Linked DNA regions of Mus musculus: all the other regions are linked to region 3. The links are chromatin contacts, called in public HiChIP or PLAC-seq maps. All regions are on one chromosome and are shown on one strand. The core of a region is the stretch at or near the end of the contact, and the rest is flanking DNA. Distances in the headings are between cores, read along the strand shown. Region 1 overlaps Anks6 (ankyrin repeat and sterile alpha motif domain containing 6). Region 2 has its middle 11 kb from the start of Galnt12. Region 3 holds the start of Nans (N-acetylneuraminic acid synthase (sialic acid synthase)).

Region 1 (3,238 bases), core at 343-2,842, 530 kb after region 3:
CTGGCTTGAGACCTTCAGTATACTTAAGCCCATGTCTATGAGAGAAGGCATCCCAGAGCAGGTACAGATCTCTTCCAGAGGACAGAGTGGAGGCCAGCAAGCCTGGCTGGAGAAGGGTGGAAGGCCACTGGGCCATGACATAGGCCCATCACCTGTATCTGGTAACCGAACCCTAAAGCAAAACTTACCACTGTAACCATCGACCGGGGTTTAAAGAGTCTCATCATGCATGGCACTGTCACAGCCTCCAGGGAAACCCTTCCCAGCAGCCATCACACCCCCTCCCATTCCAGCCTCAGCACCACCAGAACGCTTTCTCCTCCATGGACCTGCCACTGTGAGGACACAGTGTGGTCTTCCCCTTAGTGAGGGTCTCAGGCTCATCATGGTCAGGGCTTCATTCCTTCCTGTAGCCCAGTAGCATCCTCTCTATAGACAGGCCACTTTCATACATGATGGAGCCCTGCGATGGTCACTGTCAACTCTGAGAGTCTACAATCGCCCTGGCACCGTCTCAGTGAGGGCTGCCCAGGTTGGGTTGGCCTGTGGATATGCTCGCAAGGCATTTTCTTAATCGGGACAACTGCTGTGGTAAGACCCACTCTAAGCATGAATGGCACCATTTCACAGGGTTTAGACAATGCAAAGGAGATCTGAGCACACATCCCCGGCTCTCTACCTGACTGTGGGTGTGGCCAAGTCCCTCAAGCTCCTGCCTCTGCTGCCCTGATGGACTGTAATGTGGAACTGAGCGCCAAGTGAACCATTTCTTCCTCGATATGCTTTTGTTAACAGCAACAGAAGAAACCGCGACACCTGGGCACCTCCACCTCCCAGCAAGTTCTGGGTGGAACAGAGCTTCCAATCCTTTTAGAAGGACGCTGAGGAATGGAACTGCTGAGATAGACATACATTGTGTTTACACTGCTGGATCTGGGCTCCATACCAGGTCCTTGCAAACCTGGAGGCAAGTGCTCTGCCTACTGTTGAGCTTCACCCTAACCAGCCTGGCTGGACATTCTATGCTTTATTTATCGAAGACTCTCTTCTGCTTGCTTCTTTTTCATGATTATGGAGCGAATGAGACCCCGAAGGAGCCCTAGGGCAGTGATTTCTTTCTCTCTCTCTCTCTCTTTTTTAAGACTTGGATTTCAGAAGATACTGAAGCTATCACCACATCCTCTTCCCAAAACAGAAAGACTTGTCGGGTCAAGGCCAATGGGTCAACTGTAGACATTGTGCCAGGGTCACCTCTACTTGCTACCGAGGCTGGGAATTGCCTGGCAATCCATCCCCTGCTAATCTGGATTCCTCTCCAGCACCCCCCCCTTCCCCGCACACAGACTTGTATGGCCTCCTTGTCTATGTGGGAGATGCTTCCTGCCTGGCAGCTCTGATCCCCGGGTGTTCTTCCTTATGGGCAGTCATTCTGTCCACAGGCTCCCAGTTTCCCGCCCCCACACCTAGACACCATGACTTCTGCTTGCTTGAGCTCCAGGTGGCTGAGGCACCAGGACCAGGGCTGAGGTAGCATTCTCTGCAGAGACAAGAACCTCCAAGCTATTTATAGCACTCTGCAGCCCCTCCCCACTATAAACAAACTCCAAAGAGGAAATGACAAAGTGTCACTTGTTTGTGTTCGGTTACTGGCTGGGTTACTCATTGCTGACAGGCAGCCAGACATCAGGAAGACGACTTTGAGGTGAGACCTGCATTCAAACCAGTGTCCCTCCTTAGCTGGGTCTGACCTTCATGAAGCTGGTTACTAGCCTGTGTCACAGTCACCAAACTGACTGGAATCAAAGGTTCCAGCTGCCTCAAAGGCTTACTGTGTAGATGGATGAGGGGGTACACAGAAGCACCCCGCAGCATGTCAGCTATACAAGAGGAACCCTGGGCCACATGCTATGCCCTAAAGAGCACAAACTCAGGGGACACAGTCCCCATTTTTAATAGATATAGTCTGGCAAGGAAAAATCTTTCCAAGAATCACGCCCTCGTGTAGAAATAACGCTGCGACTGATGTGAGAAAAATGAAAACCAACTGCAGGGCTGAAGCAAGATGGCGCCGTGGTCTCTGACCATGGGGGGAGCCACCCCAGTGTGAGCTGGGACAAGGTCACATTCTAGTCCTGCCACTGGGTATCCTGATGGACATGACTGGGGCCGTGTCTGCCGGACTTAGAGGGAAGGTTCACACAGGAAACAGGACCCTGCCCTGAGGTGAGTCGGCTCTACTCAGCGGCAGGGCTCTGGCCAGCAGCTAGTATGGTTTTGGCCTTAAGAAGGAAGCCTATGGGCCTGGAAGAGCTGAAGACGAGGGAAGCGGGTGGGCTTGGAGCTCTCTTCCCGTGTGGCTCTTCCTCAGACCTCCCTCCTGCACCCTCATGTCACTGTCGGTTATGTGCAGCTAGACTACAAGCATGGCTGTGTCCAGGTCTGTAGCACCCCAGGAGCAGTGGGGAGCCTGGCTGTTTCTCTGGAGGCCACATGTGAGTGAGCGGGAAACTCCCGAGGGTCTCGGCACCCTCTCCTCGGCAGTCTGCAGAACCGGGCACCAACTTCATTAGGGAGAACATCGAGCTTCCTCACTTGTTGAACAGGGTCTATTGGTGATTGCTTAAAATGAACCACGGCAGCCACAGTGGGGTGCTTCACCACACCTTCTGCAGGGGTTCATCTCTGTGTAGCATCTTCTCTGGAAGAGTCTCACGCCTCGAGGGCAGCACGTACTTGCACAAACTGGTTAGGGTTTACATCTGCAGCCATGCGGCCTCCAGCATGCCTTGCATGTTCTCAGGCCTCCGCAAGGCAGAGACAGAGAGGAGAACTTCCCAGGCCCTGCCCACTGCATCAGCTCTGATGATGCGTCGCCCGGCCTCCTTTCTGTCCACCTGCTGTGAGTCCCAGGGAAGAAACAACCCAGGAGCAGAAATGATGGAAGGGCAGGGAAGCACTGCTCAACCCTCAATGCCTCAGGGCTCCGAGGCCAGCGGAACCACCAAAGCTGTGGCTACCTCCTGCTAGACACGGTTTCTTCCGGCCTTGTCCATCCGGCCATGGCTGTGTCGTTGTTGATGGACAGAAGCAAGAGAAAGGGAGACGGGGAAGAGACAGAATTTAAAAGATGCAACCACCTCTGAGATCCTGACATAGCACCAGGGCACAAGTAGCTTTCTGGCCTCCCACTGACTCTGGCACCTTGGGAGAGCTGTTGCTGGGAAACTCCGAGAGGAAA
Region 2 (3,097 bases), core at 465-2,964, 590 kb after region 3:
GTGTACTGATATATATTATCTCCCAGGTATATGCCTATAATGGAGAAGAGAGTTGACCTTGACTCAGTGAAGGTCAAACAGGGCCCTATTCTGGTCCCAATCCTAGTAGCTGGTACAACTGTCATTGCACCTCAGCCTTGATCACTGGGAACCGAAACTTTGAAGAACTCAGCTCTCAGATAGACATAGGCCTAGGCCATATGGAAAATTCCATTTCCAGGCTAGAGATCCAAGTTGACTCCCTTGCAGAGGTAGTCCTACAGAACTGAAGGACGCTGGACCCCCTCTTTGAGAAACTTTGCGTGGCCTTCAGGGAAACTTGCTGTTTCTATGCCAACCAATCAGTGCTAATTAGGGAAAACATTGCCATGGTCATAGAAAAACTAAAAGAAAGGGAAGAAAGGAGACTGCTCAGGTGACTGGTATCAATCTCTGTATCAGTCTCAGTTTACCTGGTCTCCATGGCTGATCACCAGTGGTTCTTAATCTGATTGGCTCACAGTGAGAATCTGTATCCTCAACTACATAGCCAACTAAAGAACTTGTCCTTAGGACCAGTTATGCACGAGAATAGGACGAGCCAATGTTTTGATTCATGCCCATAAACCAGTGGGGAATATGTCTGGGTGGCTATCCCTGGTGGGGTCTCTATAACAAAAGTAATTTAAAAATAGTAGAGCAAGTCTATAACCCCAGCCCTGGGGTTGTGGGGCTTATGGGCCTACATAATCAATCAACCTAGCTAATTGGTAATCTTCAGATTCACTGAGAGATCCTGTCTCAAAAACTAAGGTGGAGAGCAACTGAGAATGAAAAACAATGTTTTACACACACACACACACACACACACAGAGAGAGAGAGAGAGAGAGAGAGAGAGAGAGAGAGAGAGAGAGAGAGAGCACTTTGGCATTGGCTTCACTGAAATTGGTTCCTTTCTTGTTTCTCTGCCACTCCTCCCTTACGTGGGACCTGCGAGTCAGGACCTGGTTGGTTGGGACTCCTTGAGATGGACCTCTGGCCCAGGACTCTGGTGACTCCTGGCTAAGATGACTTAGCTGGCGCTGAGACGACTTGGGAGCTGAAGCGACTTCTGAGCTAAGAGATGGGAGGAACCATGTCTACCACAGCTGCTTCACACACTTGCCTGGTGTCTGAATGCCTGGGGTCTCCTTCGGGGGCACGGAGGCCTGGCTCAGCCTCCCCAGCGTGGCAGTAGCTGTGCAGTTGGATGGCTTGCCTGGTGTCCTTTCCTTTTATGATCAGATTTGGAACACGCAGAGCGTAGCGTCCACCCGGTTCTATTGACTGGAGCAGTGAGGAGCCTGCTGGCTCAAAGGAGGAAGTGGTCAAGAATCCGAAGCTTGCTTTCTAAGCCACCGCACTGTCAGAGCCAGATTTGGGGGAAGAGTGAGGGCTCCGTTACAGCTGTTTCAGCAACAACCTGATGTATGTGCACGGGCAGACAACAGAGATTCACAGAGACCCAAAGGAACTGGGTGCTCACTTCTCCACCACTTACCGGAGGCCTGGAGCAGGCAGTGGGAACGGGTTCACCGTTCTCATGGATGGCTTACCCATGATCCACTGCAGTTGCTTGAGCTCCAGTTCTTCAGCCTTTTCCAGCAGGAAGAAAGAAGCCGAAGGCTTTCTTTAAGAACTTTGCGGGCTATCTCTATTAACAGTCTTGGGGAAGTGTAAGTATGACTTGCCTGTCTCACCAAGAAGTTCCTCAAAGTGTGTGGGGTTGTGTTTGACACTTAATATAGAATCAGCACTGACTAAACCTTGCCTGTAAACAATGATATTTATTTCATTATTTGTAATCATATGCTATATAAATATATTAGTCAGGATGGTATGGGTTGCCTGGCTTCCCATTTGTTAAAGACGATAGGTGCCCTGTACAGGGGTCACAGGTCACAAGAACTGTAGGTAGGATTGTGAGAGATGAGAAGACAGAAACACGCTTGTCACCCTCAGCAGCCGGAAGGTCCCTTAATCTCTTAGGGACCTGGGTTTGTGTCAAACCCAAATCCTGTCTTCAATGCTGGAAACGTTTCAGGATGATAAATCCAAACGAAGCAGAGTTTTTCATTTTCTTTTATTGAGACAGGGTCTCACTATGTAGCCTTAGCTAGCCTGGAATCTGCTGTGTAGACCAGGCTGTCCTGAAACTCACAGAAATCCACCTGCCTCTGTCTCCCAAATTCTGGGAACTGAAGGCATGTCCCACTATGCAGGCCAAAGCTAGGATTTTATTGAAAATGGAAAGAAAGACATTCAAAGAAGTAAAAGTATTCTTGGCAGCACGAGTATGGGTTTATAATTTATCAAAGGGTATTTTTGGTACATATCTGAAGCAGGAGACTTATGAGCAAGATAGCTTCCAGGGTAAGAATCAGACGTATTTTCAATAGTGGGTGTGGGCTGACCAAAGGAGAGGCACAATTAAATGTCTTAGCATTAGCCATACATGCCATTTTGATGTGCCTCCCCCACTCTCCTTCTTTTTTCTATTGGTGAGACAAGAGGATGGCTCCAGAGTCACTTGAGCAGAATCAAAATCTGTTGGAGGACACAGACAAGGTTGGCTCCTCCCCACCCCTCCTCCAGGTTAGTTTTAGTAACAGAACATGACAGGGTATGAACAGAGAGGGAACTTTCTGATTGGAAAACATACTTTTAGAGGTTAGGAGAGGGTTGGGGAGTGGGGAAGAGAGGAAGGAGTCTAGAGAAAGTGAGGGAGAAGTGGAAGAATGACATTCTAGGTGCCTTCATGGGGTGGGTGAAACTGGTGGGTGAGATGTGTCTCTGCCCTTTGACATGTGATGTTTATGATTCCTAAATGTGCCTGCCTTCTCCTCCAGTCCTGGTACCTTGTTGGGAGTTTGCCCTACACATTCAGACAGGCTGTCTCCTTTTCCATGCAGCATCAGGGAGCCCAGAGGGAACTGTGTGGACTGCCTGACAGATGCTTCACCTCTGTATTTTAGCATTTTTTCCATAAGTGGTGTGGTGGCTGGGAGCCTGTCACAGACTTCCTCCACTGGCAGCCTGCTAGTGTCTATAAGATTGCAGGCAAATGTGATGTTAGCC
Region 3 (2,972 bases), core at 184-2,683:
AACAAAACAAAACAAAACAAAACAACCTCTGTCCTGGCTGTCTTCCGTTCTTCAGTTCTGTGTAGTCAAACAGGAAATCGATCTAACTCTGAAATCCAAGGAGTGTGCTGTAGGAGACCCGGGCTGGGAGACACTCCAGGGCCGCAGTCTGAGCCCCGCTCTAGAGTTCAGGATGACTTTGGCCAAATTAGTGAAACTCCCTGAGGCTAATGCCTCTCATATAGTAGAAACAGCTATGGCTGTCTAAAATGTACTGCACTGTGGACTGGAGGCATGCATGGTTCAGCGATAAGGCTCATTGGCTGCTCTTCCAGAGGACCTGGGCTCAGTTCTCAGCATCCACTTGGTGGCTCACAATCGTCTGTACTCCAATTCCAGGGACTATGATTCCCTCTTCTCAGTTCTTCAGGTACCAGGCACACATGTGGTGCACAAAACAAACCATATACATAAAAACAAATTAAACAAATTAAATACCATACCAATTTTTGCAATCAAAGATTTCTTTTTTTGTTGTTTTTGCTTTTGTTTTTTTCGAGACAGGGTTTCTCTGTATAGCCCTGGCTGTCCTGGAACTCACTTTGTAGACCAGGCTGGCCTCGAACTCAGAAATCTGCCTGCCTCTGCCTCTCGAGTGCTGGGATTAAAGGCGTGTGCCACTATGCCCGGCTTCAAAGATTTCTATATACTGTCTTACAATTCTATATGATACTTCTGTTTCAGGGAAGAATGTAAACAATGCTTGAGAAGACCAGAGAGTCATAACTGTCTTAATGTTAGCCACAAATACCATTTTAGTGCTTCTCAAGTTGCATCTCACAAGGTTACTAAGATTCCCCACCACCACCCATTTCCTTCACTCTCTTGGAAAGTGAGGTGGCTCCAGAGATGCCTTGGATGGGGTATAACCTGATATGGCAAAACCAGGAGCCACTAGGGTTTCCTGAGGCATTTGGTGTCTGCCCTTTCCCTCTAACGTGATTTTTCATGAGATTTCTAGAAAACTGCAGACTACAGTTAGTTGTTAGCGGCTGCGTGGAAATTCCTGTTAGTCTGTTGACAAAAGACATCACGCAGATTCTTGGGTGAGCGCTCCTCTCTGTCTTATGCTCGCAAGATTTCCTCGTCTTTCTGTTCTGTCTCAGAATCCGCAACCATGGGATTCGAACTCTAGAACACCTACTTTCCTGACTGCTTCATGGGCTGCACTCTCTCCTTGTTCTTCTATCTAGCCATAAAGTAGACCAAATTGTGTCTAGAGGCGTAGGCAGCGCTGGAGGGGCGGGGCTTGCTTTTCTCCCCGCTCTCTGCAGAGGTAAGGCTCCGATTGGCTGTCGAGCGAGACGGGGCCCGCGGATTGGCTGCGCGACAGCCGCCGGCTGACGTGGCGGGGCTGAGACCTGCGGGCCTGCGCGGCGGGTGCGGAAACGCCCGGGGCAGCAAGCAGGCGCGGGTAATGCACCATGCCGCTGGAACTGGAGCTGTGTCCCGGGCGCTGGGTGGGTGGAAAGCACCCGTGCTTCATCATCGCGGAGATCGGCCAGAACCACCAAGGAGACATAGATGTGGCCAAGCGCATGATCCGCACTGCCAAGGTGAGGGGCGGGGCCCGTGGAGGAGTAAGTAGCGGAGGAGCCCAGGAAGGTTGACGGAGGAGTTTGCAGGGAACCCGGGCGGGGGGCAGGCTAACGGAGGGGCCCGGGAGAATTCACGGAGGGGCTTGGGAGAGCGCGGCCGCGATTGCCTTCTGGTCCTGTGCTCCGCGTCTCTCTTGCCTCGGCTCCCCAACTCCGTCTAACAGCTGCTCTTGCTCGCCCTCCCAACCGATCTTCTTTCTGTTTAGATCAGCTCCTACCCTTGCCTGGCCTGCTCCGTGGCTTCCTACCTAACCAGAATCTTAGGGACCCAGCCCCTTCCTGCTTGTCATATGCCACCCCAGAGATCCTCCCGTGTGATATTTGTCTACAGTCCTTGGAAGTTGGTGTGGTTTTTCTCAGTCCCAGTGTTTGGATTACTAACCGGTAAAAAGTGCAGATCGGGTTAGGGACTAAGCTGCCTGATTTGAAAACCCGGCTTCATGGAGCTGGGATGAGCATCCGTGAAGGGAAGGAGTGAAAAGCACAATAATTAGTCCAGGGCTCCTTGGGTGACCACTAACTACAGCTGCTGAGATGCTTGTGACTACACGCCCACCCACTTCTCTTAGTAAGTTTCCACACGTTCAGTCCGAACGACAGGGATGGCTTCTCCAGCTACAGCCCGCAGCCCTAGGTCTCACGGTGTTTTGCTTCTAGTCCTTTTAAAACAGGGACTTACTCTAACCTGGGCTAGACTGGGAGTCATCATGTATCCCAGGCTATCCCTCAGATATTTTGCTTCAGGCTTCCAAGTACTGGGATTACAGGTGCTAGCCTTCACTCAGGACTTGTCATACTTTCTTTTAATCCTTTCTTTGTTTTGAATGAATCTTTGAAGAGAAACCGTCCTGTTCGTCATTGTGACCCTAACCCTCAGCTTTCATAAAGTCTACCCTGTGATTTCTTTTTTCTTTTTTCTTTTTTTGGTTTGTTATCTTTTTAATTGATTGTTATTATTGTTTTTGGAGACAAGAGTCTCACTCTGTAATGTAGATTGGCTTGGAATTTACTCTGTAGACTAGGCTAGGCTCTCAAGCTTGGACCCGTTTTCCTGTCATAGTCTCCCAAGTGTCGAGAGTGTAGGCATGGGTCATTACATTCAGCAGTTCCTGGGGCTGGAAAGATGGCTCAGTGGTTAAGAGCATTGGCTTCTTTTCCAAAGGACCTGAGTTCAGTTCCCAGCACCCACATGGCTGCTCACAGCTATTTCTAACCCCATCGAGTGTCAAGATAGCACTCCACTCTCTACATGGACTCTCTCAAATTCAGTTTTATCTTACCTTTCCTTAGAACTAATTAATTGGTCTTGTGATCACAGTACTGTTGAAGCACAAA

What was found. HiChIP or PLAC-seq counts read pairs in DNA pulled down with a chosen protein or histone mark.
Region 1: a contact with region 3 is called in an HNF4G HiChIP or PLAC-seq map of pancreatic cancer cells. The contact joins the enhancer-like site here to the promoter of Nans in region 3. A contact is called at or near these places in 4 of 39 promoter capture datasets (the 3T3-L1 cell line, liver and pre-B cells), 1 of 484 Hi-C or Micro-C datasets (B cells) and 3 of 115 datasets of contacts at active chromatin or transcription factors (bone marrow-derived macrophages, large pre-B cells and pancreatic cancer cells).
Region 2: an H3K4me3 HiChIP or PLAC-seq map of bone marrow-derived macrophages shows a contact between it and region 3, with 5 times the contacts expected there. The contact joins the enhancer-like site here to the promoter of Nans in region 3. A contact is called at or near these places in 1 of 39 promoter capture datasets (pre-B cells) and 1 of 115 datasets of contacts at active chromatin or transcription factors (bone marrow-derived macrophages).

What each region holds. Positions count from the first base shown.
Region 1 is chr4:47,013,754-47,016,991 of GRCm38.p6, forward strand. It overlaps Anks6 (ankyrin repeat and sterile alpha motif domain containing 6), which reads right to left. Exons shown (of 16, transcript NM_001356426.1): 16 at 1,916-3,063. The coding sequence ends at 3,014. Among named protein-coding and RNA genes, the nearest start is that of Gabbr2, 24 kb to the left of the region's middle. Within about 2 kb of position 1,593, at least 25 of the 459 cell types and tissues checked have an H3K27ac peak or open chromatin away from gene starts, as enhancers often do. A contact at or near this core is called in B cells, bone marrow-derived macrophages and pancreatic cancer cells, where this site is marked.
Region 2 is chr4:47,079,122-47,082,218 of GRCm38.p6, forward strand. No RefSeq gene overlaps it. Among named protein-coding and RNA genes, the nearest start is that of Galnt12, 11 kb to the right of the region's middle. Within about 2 kb of position 1,715, at least 39 of the 459 cell types and tissues checked have an H3K27ac peak or open chromatin away from gene starts, as enhancers often do. A contact at or near this core is called in bone marrow-derived macrophages, where this site is marked.
Region 3 is chr4:46,487,896-46,490,867 of GRCm38.p6, forward strand. It overlaps Nans (N-acetylneuraminic acid synthase (sialic acid synthase)), which reads left to right and starts at 1,434. Exons shown (of 6, transcript NM_053179.3): 1 at 1,434-1,595. The coding sequence starts at 1,464.